Regions from separate parts of the Gossypium hirsutum genome. Here region 2 is linked to region 1. The links are chromatin contacts, called in public Hi-C maps. All regions are on one chromosome and are shown on one strand. Each heading gives the region's core, a stretch centred on a gene start, on an enhancer-like site or on the middle of the called end of the contact. The rest is flanking DNA. Distances are from core to core; before and after follow the strand shown. Region 1 has its middle 7.2 kb from the start of LOC107886770. Region 2 holds the start of LOC107886767 (expansin-B3).

Evidence for each region. Hi-C and Micro-C count contacts between places; a contact is called where the count stands out from the background.
Region 2: a contact with region 1 is called in a Hi-C map of leaf, with 1.8 times the contacts expected there. The contact joins two enhancer-like sites. A contact is called at or near these places in 3 of 34 Hi-C or Micro-C datasets (all in leaf).

The regions. Positions count from the first base shown.
Region 1 is chrA03:105,825,146-105,832,829 of Gossypium_hirsutum_v2.1, reverse strand. No RefSeq gene overlaps it. Among protein-coding and RNA genes, the nearest start is that of LOC107886770, 7.2 kb to the right of the region's middle. Within about 2 kb of position 4,364, at least 5 of the 9 cell types and tissues checked have an H3K27ac peak or open chromatin away from gene starts, as enhancers often do. A contact at or near this core is called in leaf, where this site is marked.
Region 2 is chrA03:105,880,884-105,888,567 of Gossypium_hirsutum_v2.1, reverse strand. LOC107886767 (expansin-B3) reads right to left here and starts at 335. Exons shown (of 4, transcript XM_041100811.1): 1 at 15-335. The coding sequence starts at 183. Within about 2 kb of position 3,982, at least 8 of the 9 cell types and tissues checked have an H3K27ac peak or open chromatin away from gene starts, as enhancers often do. A contact at or near this core is called in leaf, where this site is marked.

The DNA of each region.
Region 1 (7,684 bases), core at 3,115-5,614:
CACCAACCGAGTCCTAGAAGAGATCCGGGTCTCCCACCTATGACCCGGATAGGTCTCACCTGAAGATAGAGTTTAAGGCGAACCACAAGAGAACAGCAAAGCAAGCTCGTGAACCCAGCTCGCAAGGTAAGGCCGCAAATCCAGCTCGCAAGAACCTAGGTAAGGCATCGGTCTTAACTCACATACACCCAATAAGCTCGTAGAAAGGATCACGTGCTCCATAGGCCATCCAAACACATGTCCAACAAGCACAAAGCCCGTCCAAAATGTCAATCCTAGAAATAGAAAGGACTACGTGCTCCGTGGACACGTACCCAGTAGACTTGGAATTCGCAGAGAATGTCAGTGCTAGAGACAGAGAATGTCGATATTAGAAGCAGCGGAATCAAGACAAAATAGTGGGGCCCAATCAGAGTTGTAATAACATCTGTAGCAACATGTATAAATACTCGAACACTCTTATCAATAACACACGAGAAAAATATTACTCAATAATTTTAATTATTAAACCAATGTTTTCAAATAAAAGAATAATGAGAATTGATTTTATTTTAATTTTTAAAGTATAGAAACTAAACATAAAATTTTATCAAAGTATAAGGAATAAAAATGTCTTTTAACTTTTTCTTTACTTCCAAATATAACTTCAAATTTTAAAAAAGTTGTACAGGAAATGGGACCATCGAAAACGGAAAACAACATCCCACGTATCTCTTGATCTCAAAGCGTAGCCCGCAATCAACGTGTTGATCACCAATGACATTACCCATCAGATTTAGGCCACGTGTCTCATGATGCGTTGGATCCCACGAGGCCTAACCCTTTCTCCCCCTGCTTAAAAGCAGCTCAGAGTTCCCCTTCCACCACTCTCCACCAGCGCAGCAACCAAACTCTGAAATATCCTAACCTTCTTTTTTTACTTTTTGTTCGATTAGTCTTCTATTCGGTATCGCTTTCATGGCTGGGTTCGAGCAGCAAATAAAGGAGAGAGCCAAGGAACTCAAGGTTTTTTTCAAGAAGGGGGTGAAGATCGTGGGAGAATCATGCAAGAAAGGTTGGTACAAAGTCAAGCACATCAGAGGCTGATTCTTTTGCCTTCCATCATCTTGTTTTCATTTCGTTTCCTATGTAGAGATCTTTGTCAGTCATCTTGTTTTGGAGGGTTTTCTTTAATTTTTTGAAGGATTTTTACTGTTTTCTGCTTATTTTTTGTGCCTTTTTTTTAGCATCTTATGAGTTGATTTGATTTTGAGATTATAGTTAACTGTTTCTGTTTGGCTTTTTTTTATTGTTCCAACATCTGTTTTATGAGGATGAACCCTGGAAAAATGTCTATTCTGTGAAGTTATTAATTTTTATTTGAAACAGATTATCGAATAATTACTGTATTTATTACTATTAAAATAGAAAGCAACCATTTCTGGCATGGTCTTGGATCCGATTGGCAAACAACAAGGACCATATGCATGTAATTGACTCCTTTAGCTGGAATTAACCATACAAGACACCTTCGTCAAACTTGGAAATTGTCCAGATTTTATAATTATTGGAAAATATTAGCAATTCTAAATTATAGACGGGAGTCTTTTTTATTTCCAATTACACCGCCATGGATGCATGTACAATGTACTTGTACAAACTTGATCGCCTCTTTAGAAGGCAGTTAAATAAAAGTTAAAATATACTCTATTTTCCATAAATTTAGAATTTAATTCTGTACTTTTATTTATAAAAAATTAGTCATTTTAAAAATTTAAATTCAAAAAGTAGTTATAATTTGAGTGTTAATAAATTCTTAATATAAAATGAGTAACATTAAAAATATTTAAATTTTAACTGATTTATTTAATTTTTTTTTAGAAGTGATATTTTAGATTTGAACCCAAATATGTAAAAGATTTTCGCTGTTCACTTGGCAACTCTTTATTAAATGGAGTGCAGCATTCAGTTTTCCTCCTGGGCCTAAAATGAGGAGGAGGTCTTCCACTTTAATCAGCCATTACTAGTCAGTAGTCACTCACTTCAACAACACCTGGGCGAGGCTTTTCTTGACTCAAACAGAATATTTGTCAACTTAAATCCCTATTGGCATGAGTCCTACTAACGATGGCCACTTCCCATGATACAACTTCTGCCTCTCCTTCGAATTGCATGGAATAAAGTTGATTGGGGAAGTTTGAAATCTCAACATTGTACCAAATACAATGTCATGCCCTCTAACAACACCCTTTTCATCAATATCAAATCTTCTCTACTAGTTGTTTTAGGCAGGGACGAAAGGTGATATCGGTTGAATTTAGTCGGATTTGTTTTTTAATGTTTCAAATCACCATCATAATTTGATTAGATTCAATTTTCGAACCTTTTCATATCAATTTTTAGTTTTAGATTTTTAATTTGGTTTTTATAAAATGAGATTTGTTTTATGATTTTTTAAATATTATTTGATGAAGTATTAATTTTTTTTATATAATTTTATGATATTCTTAATATATATATATTTATATAAAACTTTTAAGTATTTTAACTATTTTTTTATATCATGAAAATCAAAATTAATTATAAATTAAATAAAATTCCATAATCTGCCCAAATAACCTCAATTTGAGTCTCCCTTTTTTTTTTCTTACTCGACCATAGTCGGGATGTGAAACTTTGGAACACATTCTCTTCTTGTCCCTTGGCCCTTCCTACTTGGAGAGCTTTGAACTTCAATGGTATAGCTTTAATGGATCCAACTTCTTGAATCACCCACCGCATCTTAGAGACCTCAAGCTTCGACTCCTTGGTCCCAGAATGCCATCAAGATCAACTGTGATATGGCATTCCAGGTCTCAACCTCCAAAGCATAGCCCTAGCCCGTGACAGTCAAGGAAATCTACTGACTGGAGCCAACGCCCAAATGCACTTATCCTCTGCATTAGCGGTTGCCGCCTTAGGTATCAAGCTTGGCTCCTCCCTTATTTAACTTCGCCATGGCAAGACATCTTTATTGATCGATGCTCTCTCAAGGAAGATTCATATTCCTTAAGACACCTTAGCAATTGTTGACGATAGTCACTCATCTCTTCCTAACAATTTTAATGTGTCCTTTTGCTTTACCCCTCGTGACGAAAACTTATGATTAGATAGCTAGAAAATCTTTGTATGAGGCTTGTCCCCAGGATTGAGTCTTATGTCGACCAATAAGCTCCAACCTCTTCTGTTATCACTCTTTCTTTATAATTAATACTAGTGGAATATTGAAAAACAAAATACCCAACTTCTAGAAATCTGAAGTTTTTAAGCAGGAAAAAAAATATATAACTAATACTGATATAAGGATCTTCCAAACATCTAAAGTCTTATATATATATATAACCAATTCACTAATCTATCAAAAGGTAAATAGACCAGAACGAACAAAGAAAGCGACAATCTAAGCCTAAGTTAATAGAGTTATGTGATACATCCAGTCCTAACCCCTCTACTTCGCTAATAGTACAAGAAGAAGCATCAAAAGATACAACAGATGTAACAAAAGAAGAGGTAACGATGGTTTGCATGTAATAAAGCCACTCTAATCAAATGGCGAGTCACTTTATTGGCATCCCATCTATTTTAGTGAGAGGGTAGATGTTGAAATTGAGATTTTAACATAAGATAATCATGTAAGAGTAACCCATACTCAAATTTAATGGATTTCTTCGAAATTAAAAAATTAATAGCTTCCTAACAATCCGACTCCAGACCCACTTTCTCCATCCTCAAAGCTTTTAGCCATGACAAAAGCCTCCCATAAAGCGATTGCTTCAAACACGTTTCGGTTTTGTTGGCCCGATATTCACTTTGAATAGCCACTTAAAAATAAGCCGGTCTCATTGCGAACTAAAGCAGCAAAGGAAGTTACATCCGCAATGCTATCACTCCGGCATCTACGTTACATTTAACATAACCAGTGGTGAGTGATGACCAATGTATAATAATCGAGAGATGGGAGGAGAGCTATCATTAACTCGGTCCAACAATCTCTTAGCTGCTTTCTAATCATGCAAATATTTACTTGCAAATGCGAGTATAATAAATCAATTATAATTATTTTTAATATTAAATTAAAAATAATGAATGAATGAAATTAGTGAAGTAAATATGAATATAATCGACAGTTATGAACTATAAAGCTTATAGTGATAGTTCAACATTAATATGAAAAATGAAACAAATGCGGACAAAAAAATTCTCGTCCATCTACCAATAAATTATTTTCCTAATAATGTAACCAAGATTAACAATCACACAATTAAACACCATAGGCTTAACGGTCTGAGGCTACAGCCCGCACAGCAGATAGGCTTTACCATCCATTATTTCGGCCTTGAAAACTTCAAGGCCTACGCCCTCCTTCTCCCAAACCCTGTCTCAACTAGATTTGTCCATGAATTGTATCACCTGATTCAACTCAAAAGCATGTCCAAAATATGAGAGGGTTTAAACAAGAATATAAGCTTAAAAAAATAAGATTTGGTTTTTGAAAACGGACTGATCTTGGGTAAGGATTCCCTTTTCCCTTTCCATTCCCTATTTCCCTTTAATCCCTAATCCCTAAATTTTTCCTTGCTTCTTACTTCTTTGCCATTGCCACCATTGCTGCTTCTCTTCATTTTGCTGCTTTTCGTTGATTTTAATTTCTTTATTTTTGCAGAAAATATTGAACGCGAAGATCTTTGTTCTTTCACCCATTGTTCTCTTCAATTTCCTTTTCACAATCCTTCCTTTCCCTTTAAATCTACGTTTCCTTATTTGAACTCAATTTTGTTCTCTTTTTACTACTTTTGAAAGGTTGGGATTTTTTTGTTGCTTTGCTTTTTATTCATTTTGATTCCATTTGGATTCAATTCAGTCAAGGGAAAATTTATTTGGATTCTCTCTTTTGATACTCTAGACTTGTTAATTTTCAAAAAAAAAAAAAAGAAGAAACAAAGGTCAATTAGAGTGGATGATGAAATTAGGGTAAAAAATAAGCTGAGTCAAACCAAGGTTTAGCATATATAATATGGGCTAGGCTTGGATAAAAATATCAACTCATTTTTTAGCCCGGGCTATTGGGCCTAAAATCTTAGTTGGACGCGACTCAGCTCATGGACATCTCCACTCTCAACCCTAATCTATTAAATTAAACCTACTATTTTTGAGTTAATATAATTTGTTTCCCTTCAACTTGAGAATTAAATCTATTTCAATATTTACATTTTTTTTAATTTTGGTATGTAAACGTATTTTGGTCTTTAAATTTGGATTACATTAAAACTTAACGATTTAACATTTTAAGATTATGCCACATAATTAAAATTTTTATATTTTTCAAGTTTATACATTAAAACATCAAAGTGGACAAAAAATATAATATCAAAGTGAACTTATTTATGAAAGTTCAGTGGTCAAAATTACATTACATTAGCTCTTTTTGTTTAACTATTCAAATCAAGACAACTCCATACCTCACCCCTTATGGGTGAAATTAGGAGGGTTGGTAAGGGCCTCTAAATTTTATGAAATTTCAATTCAGTTCTTTTAAATTTTAAAATTTTTATTTTGATATTATAATTAATGTTTAAAAATAGGATAAATTTGTATTTGGTCTTAAAGTTTTCCAAAACTTCTTTTAATTTGATGTCTTTTATAGAATTTATAATTTTTATGACAAATTTAGTAACATTTTTAGTTTAATTTTGTAAACTAATATACAAAATAGTATCTTAAATATTAATTTGGAAAAATAATTAATCTTTAAATAATTACAATATTTAATACAAATTGAGTATTTAACATTTTTTTTAAATGTTAATTTTGATGATCAAACTTATCCTAAATTTAAAAAATACATTATTTAAAGTAGGCTCGGACTGTATAATGTTAAATTTGGTGATCAAGATTATCCTTAATTTAAAAAAATATAAGTTGATCCTACTTTCAACATGTCTATATTATATAAATATCTCCCCTTTATCAAAACTTCTGGCTATGCCCCTACACCCCTTAACTAAAAAAAGTGTACTTCTTTCTCACATCAAAATTTGTTTTTAAATTATATAATATATTATTTTATATTTATATATTATCTATACTATTATCTAAGCCTAGACTGAGTTAGTGTCATTGAGTCAATTGAACACCAACTTAGTTGAAAAATTACTAAATTGTCCTTACATATTTGAAATAAGTTATAACCTTACGAGGGTATTTTTATCTTTTTACATTTTAAATAAAACCAATAAAAAATACAAATTATGATATTTAAACCTATACCATCAACATGCATAAAACCTCAACTTCACCACTACAGTTTCATTTTTATTATTCTATATATTCTAATATTATTACAGAAAAGTTTTCACCCATAGTGTTAGTATATTGATAATATATCATTGATTGAGTTAATATCACAAGTAAACTTAATATTAAATTTTTATAATTATTTTTTATATCGGATTTTCCTTTCGTCAACATGATAACATTTTGACGTGTTATAAAAAAATGAAAATATCATGGTAAACAATTAGAGTGCATTTAATATTCTTAATTTTTTTTTGTATTTACCTATTTAAATTTCTTTTAACACACAATTTAAAGAATTTTTTTACATTTTAATTTCATACGTATTGCGTATGTGTTGTTATATTATTAGTTTTAAATTGTATATTTTATTTATTATATGTTATTTTTAAATATATACATGTGTTCTAAATATGTGATTTTCACATAAAAATTTTAATATAATTTATAATCTAAAACTTAGAAATATGTAAAACTATTTATATCTTAAATGTTAATAAAAAAACTTTTTCAAAAAGAATATTTATTTATTTATTTTACCAACTTTATGTTATTTATTTGTAAGGAATCTAAAATACTTATTCTGAAGAAAATTTAAAATTATATATCGGATCAGAGCAATACAATACGAATATTTAAGTCGATGTCAAATTATTTATAATATGTATTGATATCTGACATATTTTGACATACAATTTTGAGTTTTTCGATATTTTTAAATTTTAGTTTAAAATATTAAAATTTTATATCAGTCAGTAGGGAATCCAGACACTTCGAAACCATTGAAACGGAATTTATCAATTTAAGATAGGAACGTATATAGGTTAAAAAAAAAAAAAGGTTAAATTAAGTTTAAACCTTTTTAAAAATTATAAAATACCGTCATCGTTATACATTACTTTTTTTTTTTTTTGGATAACTTACACGTTGGCTTTCACTTTCGATAGTTAGTGTGATTGATACTTCTAGTTCACGTTTTGTGGTGTTGAAATGTAAATGCAAATCCTTATATTAGTTATTGGTAGAAAATGAAAGGCCGCCAACCCTCTGCACGGAAGATGTCATTCTCATTAATCATGTCACCTCAGCTCCAGGATGATGATGATGACAAATGGGAAAAGAAAAAAAAGTAATGTGTTTCTCTAATATGTATTATTATCATTATGTTATGGGCAGGCAAAGCAAGATGAGCACCTTATTTCATTTTGTTTATTTGAATGTTCACTGCATCCAAGAAGCTAAAACTCAATTAAAAGGAAAGCAATGACGTTGCCTGTGTGAAAGGGTGAAGGAGACTGAACGCAGCAACCCTGTTTTGGCCCCTTCCCTAGTCTTAGCCTCAGGCGTCAAAATTTGACAGCCCCCATAACCC
Region 2 (7,684 bases), core at 2,733-5,232, 56 kb before region 1:
GTTGGGGCACTTACCGTCGCTACCATCGCCTTCAGGACTGCCGTACCAAGTGGCGACGGCACGATGCCAATGTAGGTCAGAAACTTCCTGTGCGGAGGGGACATTACCAGCAACCTTTAAACACTCCAACAACAACAGGCAACACAATGTAACAAACTCAGTGAAACCACAGCGGCTCAGCATTGTGTAATTTGCAATAAAAGTGAAGGAATATTAGCTAGCAAAAATGCAGGTGATATATATAGTTAGCTAGTTCTGCCGACAGTTTTATTTGCATTTGATGTTGAAAGACTGAAGGCGGTGGTGTTCAGATCTCCATGCATCTATGGCAAGTACATATAGGTAAACGCACATGTGAAAACTTACGTTTAATACACTATTTGATCCTGTATTTGACTTGAATGTTCAATTTGGTATCTAAGTGTTTTTTATCCCAATTGAGTTTTTTTTTCAAATTGATACTTATGTTTTTCTTTGTCCCATAGAAATACCTAAGTTTAACTTCAATGTTCAGATTAATGCCCACATTCATATAATAATAGAATTGTATGATAAAGTGTCATTGCATTGTGTAAGTTTATACATGGACAATCTTAAGTTCAGAGTAACTATCAATAAGCTAAAAGTAATTGATTTAAAACTCCATATATACATGAGAAGACTCAAAAACTTATGCATATAATTATGTACGGTAGATCTCGAATCTAAATACTCAAAACTTAGGACTTCTGCTTTTATCAATTGAGCAAAAGCCTCATTCGCATTATTGATTTTTTTAGATTAGATTTAAAAATTAATTAACAATACTTATCAATTAAAAAACTATTTATATTTGAAGACTTTACTATTTAAATGTAAAAAAAAAATATAAAATCATACGTTTAACATGACACTATTGTTTAATAATGAATTGATATACTTGTTAATTTCATATCGTAGCAACTGGTATAATATGTTCCAAAAAAACCCAATCATTTGAGGAAATTTTCAAAAGTTTTATTTAAATACTAAATTATAATTGAGAGCCAAAATCATAATAATTGTTTGAGTGCAAGCTGTTGGATATTATAATATAAAACCTTGATGTTATCAATTTCAACATTTGCTTGAGAAGATTTTTAATTTTAACATTATATAGGACTTCAAAATATTGCTCTTAATCAAAGAAAATGTGAAAATTGCATTGAGATCACCCCTAAAAATCGCATCCATAAAAAACTTTATTTGTTATTTATAGCTATAAATTGTTAGTTTTTTTGGACTAGAAGTACTATTCTTTATGCTGAAAATATAAGTAATTTCACGTTAGTCAAAAAATTTAAATTAATAAAGATAAAATTATATTTTAACCTTTTTAAAAATAATAAAAATTTAATTTAATTTTTTAAAAATTATAAAAATATAGACTATTAAAATAATAAAATTATCATAAAAATTATAATTTAATTTCAACCCCTAACTAATTTTTAATAAGAAAATAAAATGTAAGTAGATGAAAAATGTTTGAAGAAAATTATTGAATATGGATCCACTAGTTTTGGATTTAGTTACATAGATGACATTACATGAGTAGTGTGGAGTGGGGTCCACTGACCGTTAGGCGTTAATTAGCGTTGGAAATCAACCGTTAATAATATTATTGTTGTTCTTCATTTGGAAGGAGCATGTGATTGAAGGTTTGTCGTTACGGAATTATTGGTGCTTTTGGAACGATGTCGTGTCGGCAATTCTACATGTGCTAGCGAAATTCTTTGAATTATTTCTCTTTTTCTAAAATGAAATTCTTGAATTATTGGTGGCCCTATCAATATATATTTAGAAAAAGAAAAAAAGAAAAAAAAAGTCTGTTCCGCAATTGGACCACTGAACTAATATCATAGTGTGATTGACCATAAATTTTTCATATTTATTTCTAATACAAAATTAATGTTATGGGATATTATAATAATAACTTGTTTATATATGTCCATGTTGTACTTAACTTTTGTGAGATCAATATATGAGACCATCTGCCAATCTCATTAACTTTTAACTGACCTTTATATTTAATTAAATAATGTTAGGTAAATGAAGAATTTGCAGTACTTAATCCAATTTTTTTATATAATAATAAATTTTATAAAAATTAATAAAATATTCAACAAATTTTAAAAAAAAATGGAAAGCGAAAATGTAAGTGGGATTAAAAGTTTAATATTAAAGAGTCGGGTATGAATGGCTGATAATGGTGAGTCCACTTGTAAATGAGTGGAATAAGCAACATTTTAATTGTTGGAAAAAGAAAAGAAGGTTCCAATCAGAAATGAAAATTTTGATATAATTAAAAAGGAAAAAGTTATGATCGTTTTTCCGTTGGGTATTTGGTGGGTGATCAAAGTCCCAACGATTCTGGGAGACAAAAGAACTTCACAAATTTCAAGAACTCCCCAAAAGAATATCTCATCAAATTTGGATCTAGGATTTCATCTAATTTTTCAATGCAATTATTGTCTTCTTGATTGATGCATTAGTAGAATTATTGCTGACTAAATGCAATTTGCATTTCCAAATAGTAAAAAGAGAAGGCGTAATGCTCTCAAAACAATATATATGAAGTTCATCCCTTTATTCCCAAGTTTGGTTGATTTTCAAAAAGTTACAATAATAAAGTGGAAAAAATGACTAAGGATCTCTCTCCTTCTTTGCTGGCGATAGTTAACAGAGATGATGGGGATCCTCATTCTGTTAAGGATCAAACCCCTAAGAAAGTGAGGTTTAAGACCCGGGCTAGTGAAATTTTAGAAGACATGGTCGTTGACCCTAACCTGATTTCAGAGCCTTCGTGGAAAGATAAGTTTTTGGGTAGAGTCCCGAATAATAATATGTTGGATCACAATGGTTCTACCGTTGGAGGAGACAGTGCGAGTGATGGAGATCTTGACTTACTTGCAGACGACATGCAAACTTCTATCGTTAATGGGATCCCAGCCATTAGTTTTTCGTGTTTAAGAAATTCTGTTTAAAGAAATGGAACTAACAGTGATTATCAAACTCTTAGGGCGAAGTATTGGTTATAATACTTTACATAATCGTATCATCAGCTTGTGGAAACTTAGTTCTTCGTTTAATCTCATGGATATTGAAAATGGTTATTACCTGGTTTGTTTTTTGAATAGGGCTGACTATGATCATGTTTTATCACAGGGACCTTGGATCATCTTTGGGCAATATCTCATCGTCCAACCTTAGACCACATGCAACCGTATCCCAATGTGGTTTTGGCTTGGATTCAGCTGCCGGGTCTTCCGGGGTTTTTGTTTAGTCGGCAAATTGTGGAGGCTATTAGGGAACTTATTGGAAAGGTAGCCAAATTGGATTTCCAGACGGATAATAGATCTAGAGGCCGTTTTGATCGTCTTGTTGTTTATTTAGACCTCAAGAAGCCTCTAATTTCTCAGGCTTTAGTTGATGGTGCCGTTCAGAGGGTGGAGTATGAGGCTCTTCCCACTGTTTGTTTTAGTTGCAAGAAATATGGGCATGTCAAGGATCTATGCCTGGAGGTGATTGCGAATCGGACCTCTATTCACCTGTCGGAAATGGTGAAAGATGGCTTAGTCGAGGCCGTTGGTGAAGCTGCTGGAGAAGCAAAGCCAGATTTCGGTCCTTGGATGCTGGTAGAGAGAAGATCGTGGCAAGGTCTGAGGAACGCAGGCGTAAACAAAGGAGTGAATAACGGAGCAATTTCTCAAAAGGAACCGTTGGCTTCTAGGTTCTCGGCGTTAATGGAAGGGGTGATAAAAGCGAAAATAGCAATAATCGTGATATGGCTGTTGAGAATCTTTTGTCGGTGGAAAATAATGATTTTAATGCTGCATGAGCTGGTGGATTAAATGCTAGGGTTGGGAATATTCATTTGGGGGGTTTTAGACTCTTGTGCTGGTCCAAGTAACAAACCCATTTTGACTAATGGGTCATCCAAAGAGGCTGATGCGGGTGGTTCAAAAAAGATAGATTTGGGCCGTCTGGTTATTGGGCTTCTTTGAAGGTGGCTAAGGAAGGCTCTTTGGGCCAACATTATGCTAGAATTAATGGGAAAAATTTGGAGAAGAGGCCTGGCAATGCGCTGCGCATAAACCGAATGAAATTATCAACTTGGATAATTTTGCTTTTAATTCTAATTTGAATTTTGATATTACATGAACTTCAAATCAAAATTCTTCTTGAAAAGACGTGACTTCAAAGAATGTTGTTAGCTGGGATTTTCTCAAAGAGGCTCAAAGGGTTTAATTATTAGACCGATCGACAACATTAAAGCACACTTTAACCCTGCCTTCGAAGGTTATTGGGGGACCCCTGTTTCCATTTCTGATGGTGTATTGGATCCCGGGAAGCACTCTGCAATTAGCTTTAATGACGCTTCTCACAAGAAAGGAAATAATAGTTTAGTTAATCTATCTCGGGGAAGGACAGGTGATGGAATTCCTTTTTCTAGAGAGAGATATGGAGGTACAGACTTGAATGGGCGTAATAGTTGAAAAGCTTCCAATGAGTTGCGTGGCCGGGGAAGTTGTTTTAAAGCTTCCGGGAATTCCAGAGTGTCTTTAGCTGAGTCCACGGAGGAAATAGCCAAATTAATTTCAAATCCGAATCTTACTTTTGATTCGGAAGGCACGACCTTGATCATGGATGGGGATACTGTCTCTCAACAGTAAATGGTATGTTTTCTAACTTTTATTTTCCTATGAATTTTACTATATTTTCTTGGAATTGTCAGGAATGTGTCAACAATAAGTTTCCTCGTGTTTTTTGAGAATATAATCGGGAATATAGTCTTGATATTATCAGTTTGCTTGAGACAAGAGTCAGTGGTTCTAAAGCGGATAATATTATTGTTAAGCTGGGTTTTCCTTATTCTCATCGCGTTGAAGCGATTGGTTTCTCAGGGGTATTTGGATTGGTTGGAAGAACTTTGTCCGCCTTGAGATTATTTTTAATCACTCTCAGTTTATCCTAGCTCAGGTTGGGACTACGTCTTCGTCAAGTTCAGTTTTCATTTCTTTTGTTTATGGGAGTCCAAATAGGCAAAAACGTAAGGACCTATGGGGCATTTTAAAACGTTTGATTTCTATGGGTAATCACCCTTAGGTTGCAATTGGGGATTTCAACAGTATTCTTTCATTCTCTGAGAAGTCAAGTGGTTTTTCTAAAGGTAAGCATTTCCCTTTCTTTGGTGATTTCATAGACAAGTCAGAGCTTCATGATTTAGGGTACAGAGGTTCCCCATTTACTTGGCATAGGGGCTCGCTTTTTTAGAGGCTTGATCGGGCTTTGGGGAATGTTGCTTGGGTCCAAAAGTTTTCTAATAGTTTGATCACTCATCTTCTGAAAATTAAGTCGAATAGGCCTCTTCTCCTTTCTTTAAACCCGGAGTTTATTCTTCCCAGAGAAAGGCCTTTTCGATTTTTGGCAGGTTGGGTTGAACATCCGGAATTTGGAAAATTTGTGGATGATAATTGGGGTTTCTCTGGTAATATGTCAGTTACTTTAAGTACATTTTTTCAGGATCTTAATAATTAGAATAAATCGGTTTATGGCCACATTTCTTCTCATAAGAAGCTTCTAGTTAAGGAGCTCACCTGAATTCAAAAGATTATGGATTTTTTAGGCTCTAATCGTCTTGCTTAGGTGGTGTTAAAAATTCGACAGATGTTGGAGAATGTTCTTTGTCATGAAGAATTCCTTTGGAGATAGAAAGTCCGCTGTGATTGGCTTCTTCTTGGAGATCGTAATACTAAGTTCTTTCATGCTCATACGTTGCGTCAAATGAAGAACAGCCATATTACTACGATCCGTAATGAAAGTGGGGACTGGATTTATAATTCTAAAGATATTGAAGCCGAGGCTAATAAATTCTTTTAGAATTTATATGGGGAGCCTCCTGGTCTTAAGGGATGTTTGCCTCTTAGCAAGTTTCCATGCCTTAGTTAGGATGATATTTCTTTGTTAGGGAAGCAGGTCACTAATGAGGAGATCAAATGGGCCCTTTTTGACATGTCCCCTCTTAAAGCTCCAGGTAGTGATGGCTTCCGTGCACTCTTCTTCCAGAAACAATGGAACACTGTAGGTGATGCAGTCTGCAATTAGGTTAGAAGCATTTTCAATGGAGCAAACATCGATGTTGATCTAAATAATACACTAATTGTTCTCACTAAGGTTGATAATCCAGAAGAGTTTGCGCAATATAGTCCGATTGGCCTCTGTTCTGTTTTATACAAACTTGTGATGAAAGTTATTGCAAATCGTTTTAAGATTATTTTTCCAAAAATTATTGGTCCCAAGCAGGCCGGTTTTATTGCATGATGGAATATTACCGATAATGTTATTATTGCTCAAGAGGTTATTCATTTGATGAGGAGCTCTTCTAAAAGGAAGTAGATGACTATCAAGACTGATTTGGAGAAGACTTATGACAGAGTGCGATGGGACTTCATCAATGTCTCGCTTTAAGCTGTCGGTATTCCTACTTTTCTCATAAATATTATTATGTCCGCTATCACTAACTCTACAATGCGGGTTTTATGGAATAGGGTTCTTTTGTCTAAATTCAGGCTAGCTAGAGGAATTCGGTAAGGATGCCCACTCTTCCCTTATCTTTTTGTCTTATGCATGGATTGGCTTGGCCAAGCAGTTCATTCGGCTATCTCGAAAAGTAAATGGAGTCTCATTCGTCTATCTCGGTCTGGTCCTCCTATCTCTCATTTATTCTATGCTGATGTAACACCCCTACCCATATCTATTGCCGGAATAGGTACGAGGCATTACCGGAGTTTACTGAACATTTTCAGATAATTCTGAGTCATTTATTATTCATATTTTGAAAATAATCATAACGTCTCTTTATTGGGCCCTTGAAGCCCCAAACATACATTAAAAACCAACTGGAATTAAATCGGGATCATAAAAAATTTCGCAAAATCTTAAATTTTATTTTTATCTAAGTACTTACCATTTCAATGCTTCTTATAATTAAACATGTTACCATTCAATCAATAGCTTGACCTTTGTCTAAGCGTCAAGCCACGTCATTGTTAGTATACTTGCACATATTTCATATAAATTCAACATTGATATACTTATTTTCTCGACATGTCACACTTGAGTTTAATAATTGTCTTTACTTACATAATTTCCTTGTATCAACATATCAAAGATAATCATATATGTACATGTCATGAAACATATCATTCTCTTACCGTTTCTTCATAAGCATATATCATTCATTTCATTTATATCAATATTTCATGCTCCGTCATTTCCATATATTTTATGTATATTTATTCCGATAATAGCTTATATCAAACTTAACATAAATTATATTCCATGTACTTATACTTATTTCGTTTATCTATCTTAATAGTTATTTCATATAACCATTCGTTATCTGATACATATTACCTGAATATCAATTGTTTAACAGATGTCATAGCGTCTCTCATCCACGGTCTTATTTATCTTTGACATGATGCCATGGTATCTTTCAACTATGGTCTTACACATTTCATATCAGGTTGCCATGGTATCTTTCAACCATGGTCTTACACATTTCATATCAGGTTGCCATGGTATCTTACACATTTCATATCAGGTTGCCATGGTATCTTTCAACCATGGTCTTACACATTTCATATCAGGTTGCCATGGTATC